2 separate regions of the Xenopus laevis genome follow, and region 1 is linked to region 2. Evidence: chromatin contacts called from public Hi-C data. All regions are on one chromosome and are shown on one strand. The core of a region is the stretch at or near the end of the contact, and the rest is flanking DNA. Distances in the headings are between cores, read along the strand shown.

The links. A called contact is a pair of places that touch in the nucleus more often than the background predicts.
Region 1: a Hi-C map of the XTC cell line shows a contact between it and region 2, with 2.7 times the contacts expected there.

The regions. Positions count from the first base shown.
Region 1 is chr3L:134,486,426-134,491,089 of Xenopus_laevis_v10.1, forward strand. No RefSeq gene overlaps it. Among protein-coding and RNA genes, the nearest start is that of LOC108711583, 15 kb to the left of the region's middle.
Region 2 is chr3L:134,416,788-134,421,323 of Xenopus_laevis_v10.1, forward strand. LOC121401251 (lamina-associated polypeptide 2, isoforms alpha/zeta-like) reads right to left here and starts at 1,821. Exons shown (of 2, transcript XM_041585588.1): 1 at 1,373-1,821; 2 at 12-1,295. The coding sequence starts at 1,295. The coding sequence ends at 12.

The sequences.
Region 1 (4,664 bases), core at 1,861-4,360, 71 kb after region 2:
ATTTGTTCTGGGGGTTTGTTAGCAATTGGAAATTATTGTTAGGGGCCCCTAAAGTGTTTAATCATATGTTGGGGTACTGTATTATACACAGGGGAGGAGGAGGCATATGGATTTAAGGGTATGTCTTAATATGACTTAACTTTTTTCACATATGAGTGACATCCCTGTCGGTGCCGGGCCAAGGTAGTTTGGCACCCTAGGTAAGAGCTTCAATCAGTGCCCCCCTGTCCTGCATTACCATTTCCCTCCTTACCATGATGGTTTTTAAATAAAGAAAGCAAGAAAATGTACAACACTTTTTCATTTATATTACTGCCCCCTGTACCAGCAAGTTCAGCAGCCATCCATCATACAGCCCTCCAGCAGCCATCATATTGCCCCCAATCTTTACCTGTGTCAGCAGCAGACAAAAATAAATCTGATCACATCATGTTGCCCCCAGTATTTATGTACCTGTGCCAGCGCCCAGTCCAGCAGCAACAGCAAACATATGGCCCCCCAAATCTGTACCTGGCTGTGCCAGTAGGAAGCTTCACACTTTACAGTAATAGAAAGAATGTCTTCAGTTCAGTGCAACTGTGCAAGTCTGAGAGCAGCGAGAGTCACACCAAGCAGCCCCCCAGCTCTCTGCCTCTCTCTGTCATCCAACTGCAACAGTGACATCATTGACGCAAATACACACGTCACGCTGCACTGCCGCACCGCACAGAAGGAGCTTTTACTTGCTGGCAAGAGGGAGAAGGTGAAGGAGGGGAATTCCACCTGACTGAGTGACCATCATTACTGAAACAAATTATTAAATAAACGCTTGAAAAAAATGAAAGAATGAAAAAAAAAAACGCAGTAAAAGTGCGCCCCTCAACGATGGCGTCCTAGACAGCCGCCTACTCTGCCTACCCCTAGTTCCGGCCCTGATCCCTGCAGTGAGCACCAACCATCTGGTTTTTTGGTGTGCTATTAATGTGTACATGGTCTTGTGGTAACATGGGTGTGGTTTAAAGTGGGTGTGGTCTAAAAACAGGGAGTTATTTAGATCAAATTGGGAGCAGAAGTAGTAAATACTATTAATAAGCATGTTGGAGACCTCTAGTGACCAAAAAGAGGCAAAACCACAATTTCAATAATTTCTCCAAAACATGCTATTCAATAAAAAAATATATTTTATTCACATCAGTAGTTAAAAAACATGTATAGTAATCCCTCTAACGCCTAACGCGTTTCATGCTTACCCAGCACTAAAAACAGGGAGTGGCTAACACTGGCTTCCATTATCAGCCCTCCACCATGTAGATTAGAAAAATTCCGGCCCTCTGTACCATAGAAGTTGCACAGCACTGTTATAGGAGATAGACAGGGAGGAGGAAACCATTGTCCACCTTGTAGATGTCCTCCTCATCTCCAGTCTCTATTTGGACTCTTCCAAAACCCTCTGTTAGTGGTTGCTGGCCAGATATTAGTCAACCACCCAAAACAATGTCAGTGAAGACTATGTTTGCCGACAAGTGAGCTTTGGTTGCCTGAAATCAACTGCAGTGTTTAGTACTAATTAGTCCAGATGTGCAGTGTAAAGATCAGTGCAGCCTGCAGTATACATTTTATTTTTATTTATTATCATTTAATCAGCCCTGCAGCATGGGGGTTTATAGGTGTTTGCTTTTAAGGGATACAGTGGGAACCCAGAACTGTGTAGAGTGATTCTATTTCATCAAACTTGCAAAAGAGATTTTTTCTGAAGTCAGATTCAGTTCTCAGGAGTACATGTCACGTCGCTTTAAGGGCATGTGCAGCATCTAAAGCTTTGGATTGTATATGCCATCATTCTAAGGCACTTTCCAGTATACATGTATTTATTGTTTTTGAATGGTTTTAAAGCAGTGGTTCCACTTGCCCATCCCTGATTGTATGTAAACCGTATCCAGGACACGTGCCTGAACATCAGCTCCACCTGGTGGTAACTGACTAAGAGCAGCTAAAACCATTAGGGCAGAGACAGACGCTGCTATTTCAGGAGATTAGTCGCAAAGTGACAAATCGCTTCTTCTTCGGGCGACTAATCTCCCCGAACTACCTTCCTGCTGGCTAGAATGTAAACTGCTGGCGGGATGGCACTCGGATCGTTTCAGCTTTCCGAAGTCGCCTGAAGTTTAATGGTGAGGCAACTTCGGAAAATAAGGCGTTCCACCGGCGATTTACATTCTAGCTGGCGGGAAGGCAGTTCGGGGAGATTAGTCGCCGAAGAAGAAGCGATTTGTCGATGAGCGGCTAATCTCCCCAAATAGCAGCGTGTCTCTGCCCTTATATAAATTGCATTGGAATCATCATGGGTTTTTGTCAAGCATAAAACAACCCTGATCCTTAACTGATAAAGGTAATGAACACTCAGCCTGTCACGTAGCTTTTAATGCTGAGACATGCAGTTCACAGATGGAAGGCCATAGGTTAGGTAAACTGAATACCAACTAGTATATACAGTACATCATATATACAGGTATGGGATCAGTTATCCGGAATCTCTTTATCCAGAAAGCTCCGAATTATGGAAAGGCCATCTCCCATAGACTCCATTTTATCCAAATTTTTTTAAATGATTTATTTTTTCCCCTGCAATAATAAAACAGTACCTTGTACTTGATCCCAAATAAGATATAATTAATCCTAATTGAAAGAAAAAAAGGTTTATTTAATGTTTACACGATTTTTTAGTAGACTTAAGGTATGAAGATTCAAATTACAGAAAGATCTGTTATCTGGAAAACACCAGGTCCCAAGCATTTTGCATAACAGGTCCAATACCTGTACTGCACTTGTCTCTGCCTGCTGGGCTTGCTTTAACAGGTAAATCATAGCTATGCGAAACCCCGGATCACTCCAGCACCGGAACAAGGGGTAGGCAGAAGAAGCAGCGGCCTAGGGCGCAACAATTGAGGGGAACTGGGCAGTTACCTCTTCTGCCTACCCTTAGACCAGACTCTACTACTCGCCAAACTTAACTTTTGCTTACACAAGCGTCGGCATTACGCAGCGCATAAGCTTGTGTAGTCTGCGCGCATGTGCGTCACGGCGCCCCATCAACATGCTTGTGTGTAAGCGAGTGACATCACTGCGCAAGCGACGGGGGATGTGAGGGCGAGGTGGCCGGCTGGGTCGCCTAGGGCGCCCGGCTAGCCTGGCCCGCCTCTGGGTCACTCTGACTTTGAATGCTGAACCAAAAACCCAGTAGTAGTCTAGTGGTCTAAAACTGCTCACATCTCAGAAACCACTAAAAATAGAAAATTCATTTAAATTGTAAAGATACTCAGAGGAGCTATCTTAGTAAGTTTACATCAATTCATTTTTGGGTTATAGATTCCCCCTTTAAATTGTCTACCAAAGCAGTGTACTACTTTTTACTTGGAACATGCAGGAAATCTACAAACTAAGTCCTCTGTTGTAACCGATGCCTTTAGGAACATGAAACTGCCCTTTAGCCGGGACCCCCCAGTAGTCGCAGGGTCTGCTTCTCTAATTGGGACAACTGAATTGCCAGCAGAGAGAGGAAATTTCCATTGTTTCTTTGCTGATTCTGGACTGTGCTACATGCTTGCGGTCCTGATGGGGTAACCATGGTGACCAGAGGGGAACATTTCCAACCATTTATCCAGCAGAGGGTACACAGCCATTGTTCCTGCTGAATTCATTCCATCGCAGTGTCTCAATGGAAAGCTCTTCTGTCAGCACAAACCTGACTATGATCTTAATCACAGGATGCTTGTTAATCCTTTTAAATGGTGCCGTGGATTACACTTCCCAGTTAACCCATTTAGCAGTGATATACGGTATATCAACTCCAGCAATAGGGAAGGGTGACATTTTGTTCATAGAAGCAGAAATCCACAGTTAAATGCCACGTGTTGGCTTTATTAGGTTCAGCCATCTTTCATCAAAACAAGTAGCAGATGGCCAACATGGGGGGGCTATGGGGGGAGGTGCTAAAGGCCTTGAAATGATTGACAACTGCCTCAAAGCGCTCCTGCAATATACAGTTAGGCCCATAAATCTTTGGACAGAGACAACTTTTTTCTAATTTTGGTTCTGTACATTACCACAATGAATTTTAAACTCAGATGCAGTTGAACTGCAGACTTTCAGCTTTAATTCAGAACAAAAAGATTCCATGAAAATGTGAGGAACTAAAGCCTTTTTTTAACACAATCACTTCATTTCAGGGGCTCAAAAGCAATTGGACAAATGAAAAAACTTTCTAATACTTGGTTATAAACCCCTTTGCTGGCAATTACAGTCTGAAGTCTTGAACTCATGGACATCACCAGATTCTGGGTTTCCTCCTATTTAATGCTCTGCCAGACCTTTACTGGAGCGGCTTTCAGTTGTTGTTTGTTTGTGGGACTTTCTGTCCCAAGTTTAGTCTTCAACAAGTGAAATGCAGCTCAATTGGGTTCAGATCAGGTGACTGACTTGGCCAATCAATAATATTCCACTTCTTTGCTTTAATAAACTCCTGGGTTGCTTTGGCTGTATGTTTTGGGTCATTATGAAACGCCTCCCAATCAGTGTGACTGCATTTAGCTGGATTTGAGCAGACAGTGTCTCAGAATTGATTCTTGTGCTTCTGTCCTGTGTCACATGATGGATAAACACTAGTGTCCCAGTGCCACTGGCAGCCA
Region 2 (4,536 bases), core at 571-3,070:
AACTTCTGGCGTCAGAAGGATGGCCTTTTCTTTGGTGGGAAGGTTTTCCCAAATCCTCTCTCACCTCTGGAAGAATTGAATGCTCTATTGGGCCGAAAGGAATTTGTATCGTTCCTTCTTCTGTCTCTTTGAAAGTAGTTATCTCTTTTAGGTGATGTTCTTCTATTCCGGAAAAAGGAATTTTTGCTCCTATTTGATTGGTTTTCCTGAGGAAGACGCTTATTCTTAGAGCCTGACAAAGATTCCAAAAGTTTATCCAGCTCTGATCCAAAGAGACGACCTGGTTCAAATGCCATGGCACATAAGCTGTTTTTGGATACTGAATCAGCTGACCAGGTTCTTAGCCATAAAGCTCTTCTGGATGCTGTAGATAAAGCCATAGTTTTCGCAGCTAGCTTAATACTTTCAATGGATGAGTCACACAAGAACTCAACTGCCATATTGACCTTTTCCAGGGATTCCAGAAGCTCCACACGGGATATGTTGTTGTTGATATCCTCCGTGAATTGTTTGAGCCAATGCCTGGTTGATCTAGCCACTGCCGAGGCAGCCAAGGCTGGCTTATAAATAGCTGTACCCGTATTATAAACTCTTTTAAGTAAGGACTCCATCTTGCGATCCATAGGATCCTTTAATCCTGAACCATCTTCCACAGGAATGAGTGTTTTATTAGACAGTCTGGCAATGGCTACATCTACTTTCGGAGGAGTCCCCCAGGACTGTATCTCCTCTTCCTGAATGGGAAACAAAAGCTTTTGTCTTTTTGTTATAGACGGAGGCTTTTCAGGATTTTTCCACTCTCTAGTCATTAAATCTTTCATGACTGGGTGAACCGGAAAATTTTTAGATTTCTTAGCTACCTGAGAAGTGGTTGCCTGCGAATCCTCGCTTTCCAGAGATTCCATCGTTAACCTTACTCTCCTGATCAATTTCGCAGTGCTTTCCACCGGAAACAAGGCTAAGATTTCTTCCTCATCCGAGGATGAATCCTGAGTTGATCCGTCTAAAGATATAGGATTAACTATTGTAGGAGAATTCACAATATCATCCGCAATAGGGACTGGGCCAGGTTGCAACTGGTTAAACATATCCTTCATAGTTGATTTTATAAACTCCTTAATCCACGAAGAAGAAGCTTCAGGAAGTGCTTCAACATCCTTGTGAGCCAGATAGGACAGACAGTCCTTACAAAACCTTTTCCCATAGTCATCTGGGAGAAGTGTGTCACATGCTCTACACTGCAGATGCTTTGACTTCCTGTGTCTTTTGACAGGTGGTGGCTCTAGGGTAGACATCTGAAAAAACATGAAAATTTACACATAGATTATAAAGGAATCTTAGGTAAAAAGCATGCCCACAGAGTACCTTGTACCTTAGTGCTGAATAAGGAGGCTGCAACCCAGGCAGCAACGTCTAAGCAGCAGGCTGATCACACTCCTATACAAGGGGAGCGTCTGAACACAGCGTGATTAGCTTTAAAGATCCTCTGGTGCGAACTTCAGCACACCTGATCCGCATCATCAGTGTAAACATCTCTTAACCAATCACGTCAACTCTAAGTTGCGTGTCATAGGTTATCGTCGCCATCTTGTTTATGGGCAACCCTCGGCTGCACAGTCTATTGCGGCGACGGCAAAACCTAAGAGGCCACTCGCACCTCCGACTGAAAGACCTCTTGGGTAATGCAGTCTGCGGTCTTCAAGTCCCCTAGGGACCTGGCATCTTTAATCTAGGAAAAAACCAGAAAGAACGTTAATATGGCATCCACCTTTACGCGGATAATACACTCACCTGCCTACGAAGGTAGGACAAAAAACACTAGAGGGGGTTTTGAGTAGCTGGTATTTATGGGTGGGGAGAATTAACTCTTTTTTTCTCACTTGTCCTACATGTAAGGGAAAGCAAAATAAATCTCATGGTGCTGCCGTAGGGGACGTAAGGGAATAAATAATTACTTTTTTTGCAAGACCCTGTTGTGCAACAGCATTCATTCGATTTTTATACATATATTCTGTTAGCACCAGGGCAACAAACCCAGATAAGTGAGTGCAGGAGGCGTTCTACAATTTTTTGTATATATATATATATATATATATATATATATATATATATATATATATATATATATATATATATATATATATATATATAATCCAAGGAATGCCAGCACTCACGAAAAATGCAGTATAGGTGCCTGGGTGCGCGATCAGCAAATGCTTCGTACAATACAAAAGGAAAGATCAGCACTCACAGGTCTTAAAAGAAATAGTAATATTTATTTTACAGGTATGGACTAACGTTTCGGCCCCTCAAAGTACCCAACAAACAGTGAAATTGGCTTAAATACACAAACTGGCGGGAAAGACAGCAGTGATGAGTTGATGACGTGCATACGTTGTCATGAAACCAGCGACTTTTAAAAACCCACTGTAGTGGTAATGTATAATCCATAAAATTTAAAACTTACCCATATATACATTTAAATACTTTGTGCCAAAGTGTATCATATTAGTAAGGGAAGATAAACACAAAGCAAAATGTAACACTGTTATCATGGAAACTTGTAACCTTCACTTGCAACATCACTCATTATCCCCATGGTAACATTGTAACATTCCCATACATAATCATACCGTACCAAGAAGCTATTATGACAGTGTTACTCATGCTAAAAGTTGAAGATATTGTAAATTTGGCCCTCAGTATACATCCCCCGATCTAGGAATACAGTATTCATCCTACATTCTTATGAATTACTACAATATCGTTAATCTCAACCTACTCTGACATTATACTGAATACCTTGCAATGATTCATATTTCAAATTGGCGCTATCCATCTGACTTTGCTCCTTGGTTGATCCACTAGCTCTTTCCATATATTTTATTATTACCTTTTTTAATGTATATTTTAAATTTAATGTATACTACAAGGTCTGTTTGCAGTATATATATATATATATATATATATATATATATATATATATATATATATATATATATATATATATATATATATATATACTGCAAAAGTACAAAAAAGAGGGGGTATTGACCAATGTACATCCCCTGTTCCCCTAAGTAATCTAGTATCAATGTAAGTATATGCATTTGCAAAAACTGGGTTTTAGTTACAAAGTTATGATCATAAAATTGGTAAGCCACTATACCGTGTCAAGGTAAACCCCATATAGCGGTCCCTAACGATCTACCTCCGGTCATAGTATTCTAAGGCTGGCACCTCCCTGCATGGTGGGATAAGTGTCTCTTGACCTATCATTGAATACTATGACCATAGGTAAATAGTTAGGGACAACCATATGGGGTTTACCTTGATGTTGGTATGGTGGCTTACCAATTGCTGATGGGCTGCAGTGGGGGTGAGGAAAGAGGGGGGTGATATCACTCCAACTTGCAGTAAAGAGTGACTGAAGTTTATCAGAACACCAGTTACATGAGTGGGGGCAACTGGTAAACTGACAATATGTCTAGCCCCATGTCAGATTTCAATATTAAATATAAAAAAAATCAATTGTCTCTTTTGAAAACACGGATTTCAGTAGAGAATTCTGCTGGAGCAGCACAGTTAACTGATGCATCTTGAAAAATACATGTTTTCCCATGACAGAATTACTTTAAATAATTTTTGTTCTAGTTCCTCCTTTTCTTGTATGCTGTTACTATTTAAATACTATGCCAAATACGAACCAACCTGTTGCTATGTGTTCTATCTGCTGTGCATTCTATTCAATTTCAAAATCAATACTTGGATTATAAAAGTGCTGTCCCAGCATTTTTCTTTTTGTTTGTTTATTTTACACAGAAATAGACAGGTACTCACTGCTCTGATTCTGCAGGCGGTGGTAGGCGCACCAGGTGCAGCAAACGTACATGGCATGCATTCATCTGTAGCTATATCGGGATTGAAAATGAATGAAAAATTAAATGATTAATCATCAATAAAGCAATTTCCAAGGTAATTTACAGTAAGTTTCCTGAGCCATCAGTCCATAAGAAAACAGAACAATTATTAGTGCAATTGCATGGAGTATGACTTTGGCCTTGATAAACAGATGCTAATTACAGAAATGATTGTCCAATCGATTATTTTTGAAGTAAATAGCACCATTTAGTGAGATAAGGGCTTAAAGATAAACAGTATCAGACAGCGCAGCAAATAATTTTTGCTTAAGTTTTTGAAATTTTATAATCATACTCTACTAGGAAAAATGACACAGTAACACCCACCATTGGGTGGCACTGTGACCTGTAGCAACTCCCAGCATATAATGTCACTATGACCCACAGCTATCCCTAACATTATAATCTGTATGCATTATGTAAAGAATCTCCTTTGCACTCTACTGATTAATATTAGGACTTTCCAACCTGCAGCCTTAAAGGGGTAGTTCACGTTTAACTTAACTTTTAGTATGTTATAGTATGGCCCATTCTAAGCAACTCTTCAATTGGTCTTCATTATTTTCTATAGTTTTTTTTTTTTTTTTAATTATTTGCCTTCTTCTGACTCTTTCAA